Linked DNA regions of Mus musculus: region 2 is linked to region 1. The links are chromatin contacts, called in public HiChIP or PLAC-seq maps. All regions are on one chromosome and are shown on one strand. The core of a region is the stretch at or near the end of the contact, and the rest is flanking DNA. Distances in the headings are between cores, read along the strand shown.

The links. HiChIP or PLAC-seq counts read pairs in DNA pulled down with a chosen protein or histone mark.
Region 2: an H3K27ac HiChIP or PLAC-seq map of embryonic stem cells shows a contact between it and region 1, with 11 read pairs. The contact joins the enhancer-like site here to the promoter of Cwf19l2 in region 1. A contact is called at or near these places in 2 of 39 promoter capture datasets (liver and macrophages), 1 of 15 datasets of contacts at CTCF or cohesin (CD8 T cells), 2 of 484 Hi-C or Micro-C datasets (both in embryonic stem cells), 6 of 115 datasets of contacts at active chromatin or transcription factors (CD8 T cells, the SCID.adh cell line and embryonic stem cells) and 3 of 9 other capture datasets (adipose tissue, liver and pancreatic islet).

The regions. Positions count from the first base shown.
Region 1 is chr9:3,401,733-3,406,338 of GRCm38.p6, forward strand. Cwf19l2 (CWF19-like 2, cell cycle control (S. pombe)) reads left to right here and starts at 2,353. Exons shown (of 18, transcript NM_027545.2): 1 at 2,353-2,458. The coding sequence starts at 2,366.
Region 2 is chr9:3,437,797-3,442,402 of GRCm38.p6, forward strand. Cwf19l2 (CWF19-like 2, cell cycle control (S. pombe)) reads left to right here. Exons shown (of 18, transcript NM_027545.2): 9 at 3,259-3,349. Among named protein-coding and RNA genes, the nearest start is that of Cwf19l2, 36 kb to the left of the region's middle. Within about 2 kb of position 1,940, at least 12 of the 459 cell types and tissues checked have an H3K27ac peak or open chromatin away from gene starts, as enhancers often do. A contact at or near this core is called in embryonic stem cells, where this site is marked.

The DNA of each region.
Region 1 (4,606 bases), core at 1,103-3,602:
CTCATAGGGTATGTTTCAGTCTCAAAGAAAGACACTGTGTCTGTGTCTGTCTGTCTGTCTGCCTGACTCTTCTTTCTCTGGTGAAATAATTGCATGTTCTATATACATTGCATGTTGATTTATGCATTTTACCATGCATTATTGTTTTCACACACTATATGCCTTTATTTTATGGTCAGTTTTGTGGATAATCTTTATTGATCTTGACAGTTGCCTTATACATGATGATGAAATTTAACCTAATCTCTTCAAAATGTTTTTTCATGTGAATAATTATTTTCAAACAAGATGTCTAATTTGGTAAGGATTATGAATCTATTAAAAACGTTTTGATTAATTGATTTTTCTTTCATGTAGATGAGTGTTTTGTCTCTATGTAAGTACACCATATGCAAACAGTACCCACAGAGACCAGAAGAGTACATCTCACCCACTGGAACTGAAGTTACACATGACAGGGGCCTGTCATGTAGGTGCCAGAAACCCAAAGTGGGACCTCCACATGAGTAGTACTTTTACTGAGCCATCTCTTCATCCTCAGACAATTTTTAAAAGCACAGTGAAAGGCTAACTGATATGCATGACACATTCCTAGACTCACTAGAAGGCCAGATTTCAGCATGTCTGCACCTAGACTGTCCTCACAGAGGACATTTTAGTGTCTAGCAGGGCTTAGGCCTTACCTGTGGTTTTCTTTACACAGATGGAGCAGAGCAGGCCCTGTAGAATGAATGTGGATACAGTCTGCTCCTCACTATTAGCCAGGGTATGACTGTCTACTCTACCTTAGATATAACAATATCAGTCCGTCCTCTCATCACCATTGTATCTTTGGATGAGAAGATAAGAGAGAAAGAAACAAAATCTGGTTATTAGTTTCTTGATATTTTTATTTCTTTTGACTCTTTTTGGTACAAGGACTCATGAGTATTGCTTCTCAACAACAACAACAACAACAACAACAACAACAACAACAAAAGAAATTTCAAAGCTCTCCCTACGGAGAAGCAAGGTTTTCGAAAATCATCAGTGCGTTTAGCCTTCAATATTTCATGGCAAGTCTTTTTGAGTGCCTTTGGTAATGCGTGGGCAGGTATATTAGCCCTTCCTATCAACTCTGAATTGGCTGGTTATCCTTGCTTCAGATGCACAAACTGGAGTGCTGCCTCACAAACATAATGAATCAAATAAAGGGGTTGTAACCATTCAAGTTTGTCATCTTAAATTTGCTGAGTTGATATGGGCAAAAGGAGATAGAAATGGCTTATTTCAACTTTCCTGTTTCTATCCTAGTGGGCGAATCAAATGAAGCACAGATGGGGCTAGTCTTTTGATACAGAGACTTAATTATGCAAGATGCAATAAATACAACAGAGGTCACTGTTTTTTCTTTATGAGAGATAACCACACAACCAAGGCATCTTTCTTCTGGGTGATGAGGACTCTTCCTGCACCCAGGCTTGTGCAACACCAAGTCTTGACCTCCAAATAATTAAGAATTATTTATTTATTTATTTATTTATTTATTTAATGAGTGTTATGTCATCATGTAGTTGCAATGCCTGTGGAGGCCAGAAGAGGGAGATCTCCTGGAAATGGAGCTAGAGATGGTTTTGATGATCCCTGTGAGTTCCTGGATGTGGCCTTAGGTCCTTTGCAAGAACAGTTAGCACCTAAATCACTGACCCATCTCTCTACCCCAGTTTTAAATATATTTCAAGACACCCATCAAAGAAAAATACTGAACTTTTTTTTTTAATTACTTATTTTACTTATATGAGTACATTGTCACTGTTTTCAGACACACCAGAAGAGGGCGTTCAATCCCATTACAGAGGGTTGTGAGCCACCACGTGGTTCCTGGGAATTGAACTCAGGACATCTGGAAGAGCAGTCAGTGCTCTTAACCACTGAGTCATCTCTCCAGCCCCTATACTGATTCTTAAGAGCAATTTTTGTTTTTCCCTTTTCCCCCCACGTTCTGACTTTCTGATCAGGTTCCCTTCAGGTTGATGCACAGTCACAGGAAGTCAGGCAAGAAGGGGGAAGTAAGTAACTTCTAGCTTACTGGAGTGTTTTAAGAGTCCTATTGAGAAATGAGTTAATATATCGCAGGGCTCATAATAACGCATGTTTATATTAACTCAGCGCTTAGCGAACCTAGTACATCTGAAAGATCAACTCTCCAGCAGGCTACAAGTTTCCGCTGAACCTTTCACAGGCGAAACATTCGGAACTGCGCCTGCTCTGTTGGCATAGTAACGCCCCTTCCCTACTATTTTGAAATGCAGATTCGGTTTCTAAATTACGACAGTCGTAAACCGAGGTTTCCCGACGGCGTCCTTGCTTTTCGACGGCAACAACTATGGAGGCGTTTAGTGTAAGATTTGAAAGTGCTAGCAGTATCGAAGAGCGAAAAGAACAGACCCGTAATGCCAGGGCCGAGGTGTTACGCCAGGTATCCCGGCTTTGGAGAATTTTCTTTCTTCCTTTTTAAAACTGGGGTTGTACTAAGGGCTTCTGCATGCTAGGTAATCGCTTTCCGAGATTTAGTTCTTGAAATACTTTCGTTTTATAAATCTTACGGTTTCGGAATGTTATTTAAAAGTTGTAGGACTTGAGAATCCTGGGAGATAGTCCACTCACTTCTCTCGTTACTTCGGTATCTCACCTTGTCTGATTTTGGTCTTTTTCCAATGCAGTTGTCTTCTAAACGCTCGGACCGGCTCCATTTGCTATTTCTCTCCGCAAAAAGATTGATTGGTTTCCTTCCAGTTTCCTTAGTTTTTAAGCACTCTTGATATTTCAGCCGCCTGGATTGCTCAGTTTCTGTGTCCAGTGTCACATCCGAGGACTCTTCTTACCAGTTAATTCGAAGCATGAGTCATTGCCCCGGCTTATTGGAAGTAGGACACATTTGAATACGTTGGTGTTTCCTCCACGTTTTCCTTTCAACTCCAGGCTTAGGCCAGCCTTTACTGATTGAAACACTGTTTTAGCATAAGAGACTCAGAATATGTGCTCCCCGACCCCAGGTTTTGGAAACAGAATTCTCATTAACATTGAAATGTATGGAGTTTATAAAAACGGAAGAAGTAAATTATTGAACAGTTATTGACAGTTATTCCTGATTAATTGTGACAGTGAAAAAGATGAATTTGTAGTTGAACAACGGAATGTTCCGTGACTATGTTTTGGGTTTTTTGTTTTATGATAAAAGAATTTTAAATAAGTTTAAATGCATATAGAGAGTAGAAAATAAATAGGAAGAATGAGTAATGCCTTCCTTCAGTCACATTTTAAGGGGATGGGTGGGCAGTTAGTCTTGGTCAGATAAAGCATCATGAATATTGGCTGATTTCAAAATAGATATAATGAATAATCATAATGACTGTCTGTTTGATATTTCAAACAGTTTTTGGAAGAAACTCTTTGTCAGCTGTGAAGAATTTTAGACAAATCTACATACAGTTTGATAAGGACCAAAGTCAGCTTAGGAATTTTGACAGATGGATGAGAAAGCAGAAGAAACTTCTTGCATTGTATTACTATTGTTGACTGCTGACTAGAAATTAGCCATATGGTTCTTTCTTTTTAAGAGGATAACTTTTCTGAGTCAATTGTATTGGCACTGTCTATTTTGAAGGCATGGAAAAAGGTCAGATTTATAACTTTTGGGAAAGTCTAAAGAACTAGCCACAGTGACAATGAAGGTTAAAGTGATTCCAAATCCTATTTGAGACAGAGAGAAAAGAGGATATATGTTAGTCTTGTACTGAATACTGTGTGTGATTTGTACCCAAATTTAGTGAAGATTGGTAGTCCCAAAGGAAAGCTATTAATAACTTCCTTTTATTAATCATTTTGTTTATCTTTCAAATGTTATTCCCCTTCCCAGTCTCCTCTTCACAAATCCTTCCACCCTTCCTCCTCCCTTTTGCCTCTAAGAGGGTACTTCCCCTTCCACCACCCACTCCTGTCTCAGTCCTCTAGCATCCACTTTCTCTAGGGTATCAAGCCTCCACAGCACCAAGCACCTCCCCTCCCATTGATGCCAGATGAGGCAATAATCCTCTGCTACATATGTAGGGGGAGCCATGGACTCTTTGGTTGGTAGTTTAGTTCCTGGGAACTCTGGTTAAATTGATACTGTTATTCTTTCTATGGGGTTGCAATCCTCTTCAGCTCCTTTACCCCTAACTCTTCCATTAGGATCCCCAGGCTCAGTTCAATGGTTAGCTGTGAGTATCTGCATCTCTCTTAGTCAGGTGCTGGCAAAGCCCCTCAGAGCTATACCAGGCTCCTGTCTGCAAACACATCTTGGCTTCAGCAATAGTAAGGGGGGTGGGGAGTGTGTTGGTGTCTGTGGATGGAATGGATCCCACAGTGGGGAGGTCTCTGGATGGCCTTTTCTTCAGCCTCTGCTCCATTTTTGTCCTGGCATTTCCTTTAGATAGGGACAATTATGAGTTAAATTTTTTTAGATGGGGTAGGGGTTGGCCCCATCCCTCCCATGGGGGCCATGTCTATCTACTGGAGATGATCTCTTCAGGTTCTATCTTCCTACTGTTGGCTATTTTGGCAAATGTCATCCCCATTGGGTCCT
Region 2 (4,606 bases), core at 690-3,189, 36 kb after region 1:
TATGTAGAGATTCTTGTGTTCTTTGATAGCTTAGTCCATTTTTCTTATAAAATAACCCTCTTTGTCCAGGGTACAACATCTTTTGTTATATAGTAATTTATCTCATATTAACATAGATACATCAACTTTCCTTTGACTAATATTGACACAGTGTATCTTTCATTCTTTTACATATATCACATTTATATATTTATAGAACTTCTTTGTTAATTGAAAATGTCCATAAGTAATACCTGCCTTTTACTACAGTTTTTTTAGTAATCCAATCTTTTAAAAATATTACTCAGTGTCAGTTTTTTTAATATCTGGGTTGTAGTTTTCCTGAGTAGAAGTACCTTTCGAGACAAGGTTTTGTATTGACAGAGGCCACCCTGTCCTTGAATACTCTATCCTCCTAGCCTCCTGTGTACAGATGTGAACCACCAAGCCTGACTATAAGACTAAAATATCTTTTTAATATCTTTGTTATTTCTTTATGAATATATGGGATGCATTTGTACTAATAACTAAATATGATTGTTTTTTTCTATCTGTCAGTTCTGATGGCTTTTGATTTTGATAAGGGTTTTCTCTTGATTATGAGTTTTCTCTTAATTACTTTTCTACTTACTTGCATATCTGATATTTGGGTGCTAGATGTTATGATATTTACTTGATGAGTGCTGCATTTTCTCCCCATTGTTTATTGATATGAATCATGGTATGAATTGATCAGTTTCATAAGAACATTTTGAGTCAAATGTGTCATGTATTTATTTTTGTTTTTTGTTCTGAAATGTTGAAAGTCATTTATTACTTAATTTTAACATTTCTGATTTGGGTTCTGAGCAGTATTTTACTGTATGGGGTATTATTTCCTAAGCATTTTACCCAATATTTTCTTACTTATGCAATTATGATTTATGGCTAATGGGACAATTTTTTTGTTTGTTTGTTTTGCGGGGGGGGGATTGTTTGTTTGTTTTTCGAGACAGGGTTTCTCTTTATAGCCCTGGCTGTCCTGGAACTCACTTTGTAGACCAGGCTGGCCTCGAACTCAGAAATCTGCCTGCCTCTGCCTCCCGAGTGCTGGGATTAAAGGCGTGCGCCACCACGCCCGGCTCGGGACAAATTATTGTGTAGACAATATTACCAGAATACCTCAGAACATTTCTTTAATTAACTGTAAATTTGTTTTTCTTTTTATAAGTATTGCCTTGACGAATATTCCAGGGCAGCCCTGAGGGACTCTCTCATCATATGCGTTCTTTTCTTTAGCACTCTGTACCAAGATCTTTGGATTTGTAGGACTGTTACTATTCTTTGCTTTAGACTCCTTCTGGCTCTTGCAAGGTCCCCCCCTCCCCTTGTGTTTTGTAGCTTTGACTCTTAAGTAGGTTATCTGTTGTTGGCTGAAATTTTTTCTTACATGAGGCTTTTTCTGAGATTTGCACATGATCTCAATTTTAAATTATGCCATAGACCAGCCCCAGTCGGCCTCTCTCAATCTGTGGAAAATTAGGGTTCCGGACAGGTGGGCATGGAGTTGGCGATGAAAAGAGTGACAAACAGACATGGACACAGAGAGAGTGTGTATCTGAATGTATTTTCTCAAAGCCAGCACCAGTCTTATAATACAGAAGACAAACAAGAAAGCTAGGCGAATACATTCATCAAGGTACACTGATTCTTAACACAAAACAAAGAAAATGCATACATAAAAAGATAGTGGGAGCCAGGCCTTGTTTACAACTGAGAATAGGAACAACCCTTAATTAAGATCAGCTAAACACAGGAGCCAGGTGAATGCTCTGATACAATGCTAGTCTATTGTTAAACCCACCACCAGAGGTCCTTTAGTAAATACCTGATTATGCTATTCCTCTGGGCCTAGTGAAAAACCTGATCCAGGGGAATTCAGTTCTACTAACCCTTTCATGGGTAATACTACAACCCACCTATTTCCTAGGCCATTGTGTTTTCTTGTGTATGGGAGTGACTCGCCTATTGTCCTAAGTAATTACTATGCAGACTAGCCCTGAGCTTTTCTAGCTCTGTTCTTTGTAATGCCTAATTAGTTTCACTGTCTCTACTAGAAGTAAATTTGAGTGTTACTGAGTAGATAACATTTTTCCTGAATTCCAAGCTCATGGCCGGCTTCAAGGACTTCCTAGGACATTGGAACACTGGCAAAGGCTTAGCTATATATCAAAATCAATCCCTAAAGGCACTTATAATAAAACAATACTGAAAGAGAGCACACGGATCTATACACCAGACTAACATGGGGACAGGTTTTGGGTGTACGTGCTATGGGAATGCCAGGGTTCAAGGAGGCTAAGTTTCCATGAAACACTGCCTCTGGACTGCTTCCAGGTTTCTAAACCTGTCACGCAGACTTCACTGGAGTGGATGTAGCAAAATTACTTTGGTTTTTAATTAATCGTGGGCCAGTTTTATAAGAGAATGCACAATTGTTGCTTTTACTTTTGGACTGCAACTAAATATTCTCAAGATTATAGCTCTAAGATGATCAATAACTTGTCATATGGAATACAGAATTTCTCAAGTTTAGAAAATTGTAGTGTGGTATTAGTGCTTTTGTTTCCTTTTTTTTTTTTTTTTTGTTTTTTTTGAGACAGAGTTTCTCTGTGTAGCCCTGGCTGTCCTGGAACTCAAACTCAGAAATCCACCTGCCTCTGCCTCCCAAATGCTAAGTTTAAAGGTGTGCACCACCACTGCCTGGCTGTTTTATTTCTTTCTTATAGTGTGTATAGATTCCGTTTGTTTATTTCTGCAACAGGGTCTCTAAATATGGCCCAGATTGGCCTCTTCACCATGTAGTTCAAACAGGCTTCTATCTCATGACAGCTGCTAAATTTGGTCTCCTGAGGTGTGTACTACTACACTGGTTGAATATTCAAAAATGCCATTTTTAAATACTAGTATATAATAATATTATTAATATAATATAAAACATTAACATATAATAGCAATATATATAATTTATATATTTATTTTAAAATTATCGGGACTCTTTTCAGTTATTATTGTAACAGTATTATATTGACCATTTTTTGAGTTCTTTTTTTTTTTTTTCATTTTTTGAGTTCTTAACAGAATGTTGAAGTGTAGTTCACCCTAGAATGCTGATTTTAAATTTTTTGTGTTAGAACTGTGACCTACTATTAGTGCTGAATGTTTTGCTGAAGTGAGTTAAGCTAATGCATGAGGTTGCTTTATGACTTATGCTTGTCCCCTGTCCTGTTTCTCCTTCAGTCCAGAGGCAGAGTCCACCTATATCTTAAATGTTGATGAAAAGAACAAGTTGGGGGCCAAGATTATCAAGGCAGAAATGATGGGGAATATGGTAAGACCCCATGTGTTTTCACTTGGAGAAGAGTGTAATGTTTAATTATCACAGATTATTTAGAACAATCAGTCATTTAGTCTGTGGCATGCTTTGAAGATAATTACTGTTTCTTAATTTCTTAAAGAAATTCTTGAGAATTTCTAGAAATACTACTCTTACAGTTCCTCTTACAGAGAAATATATGTGCTGTCTCCCCTTTATTAGATTTCTGAAATCTATGAAAAAAAATGGTATTTTAAAGCACTTTTCTATTTTGGGACATAGTTGTAGGAATTAAAGGTGTCTTTGTTTTATTTCCATTTTAACTTATTAGGAATGCTTATTTTCTTTTTGTAAAAATTTAATATTCTTTAAAAATTTTTATTAATGTCTGTATATGGGTCTGTGTATATTCATTTACATTGGGATGCCCATGGAGGCCAGAAAAATGTATTGGATCCCTAAGATATGTGGGGGTATAGGTAGTTGTGAGCCACCCGAAGTATGTGCTGGGAATTGAACTCTTGTCGTCTGTAAGAGCAGCAAATGCTTTTAATCACTGAGCTTTGTGCAGTCCAACAGTGCTTATTACTTTCTTAAAATGAAAACCTAAAATCCTGTCACCAAAGCTGATGACCTGAGGTTTATGTGACCCACATACTGAAAGGAAGAGAACTTATTACTGCAAGTTGTCCTCTCATCTCTATACACATGCTCTGATGCATCACACCAATAAATTACAAATGTTTTAAAAAGAGCCTAAATAATGATTATGAGTGGAAGACCAATTTGTCTCAAGTTAAAGAGAAACAGGAGTGATTTGTTAGGAACTACTCACTCAACCATGTATTTATGGTGATATGCCCATTATACTAATTTGTGTTAACTTAGATATGGCAGAGTAGCAAAGCTAGGAATCTTTCTATGTTCTAGTATAGTAAGCCCACTTCTAAGCATGGGTTTATTTTAAATTTAAATGTAAATGCTCTGTACATTTTTTATTCTTTTATACTATCAGAACAGTTTTCCTTAATAATTCAAGAGGCAGCTAAAGAAGATCAGGTTTTTATCTCAGTTTTTTTATAGACTGTGTCTATTCCCTGTCTTTCTTTGAATCAGTGAAATTTAGCTCAGCCTAAAAATTAGTAAGAGAGATGAGTTAACTATCAAATAATTATAGTAGGAAAAACCTGAAGTTTAATGTTTGAAAGCACAGAGGAATCAATGAAAACAGTGGAGTGGTCACATAGTAGTAGGTTAACTTATATTTAAAAA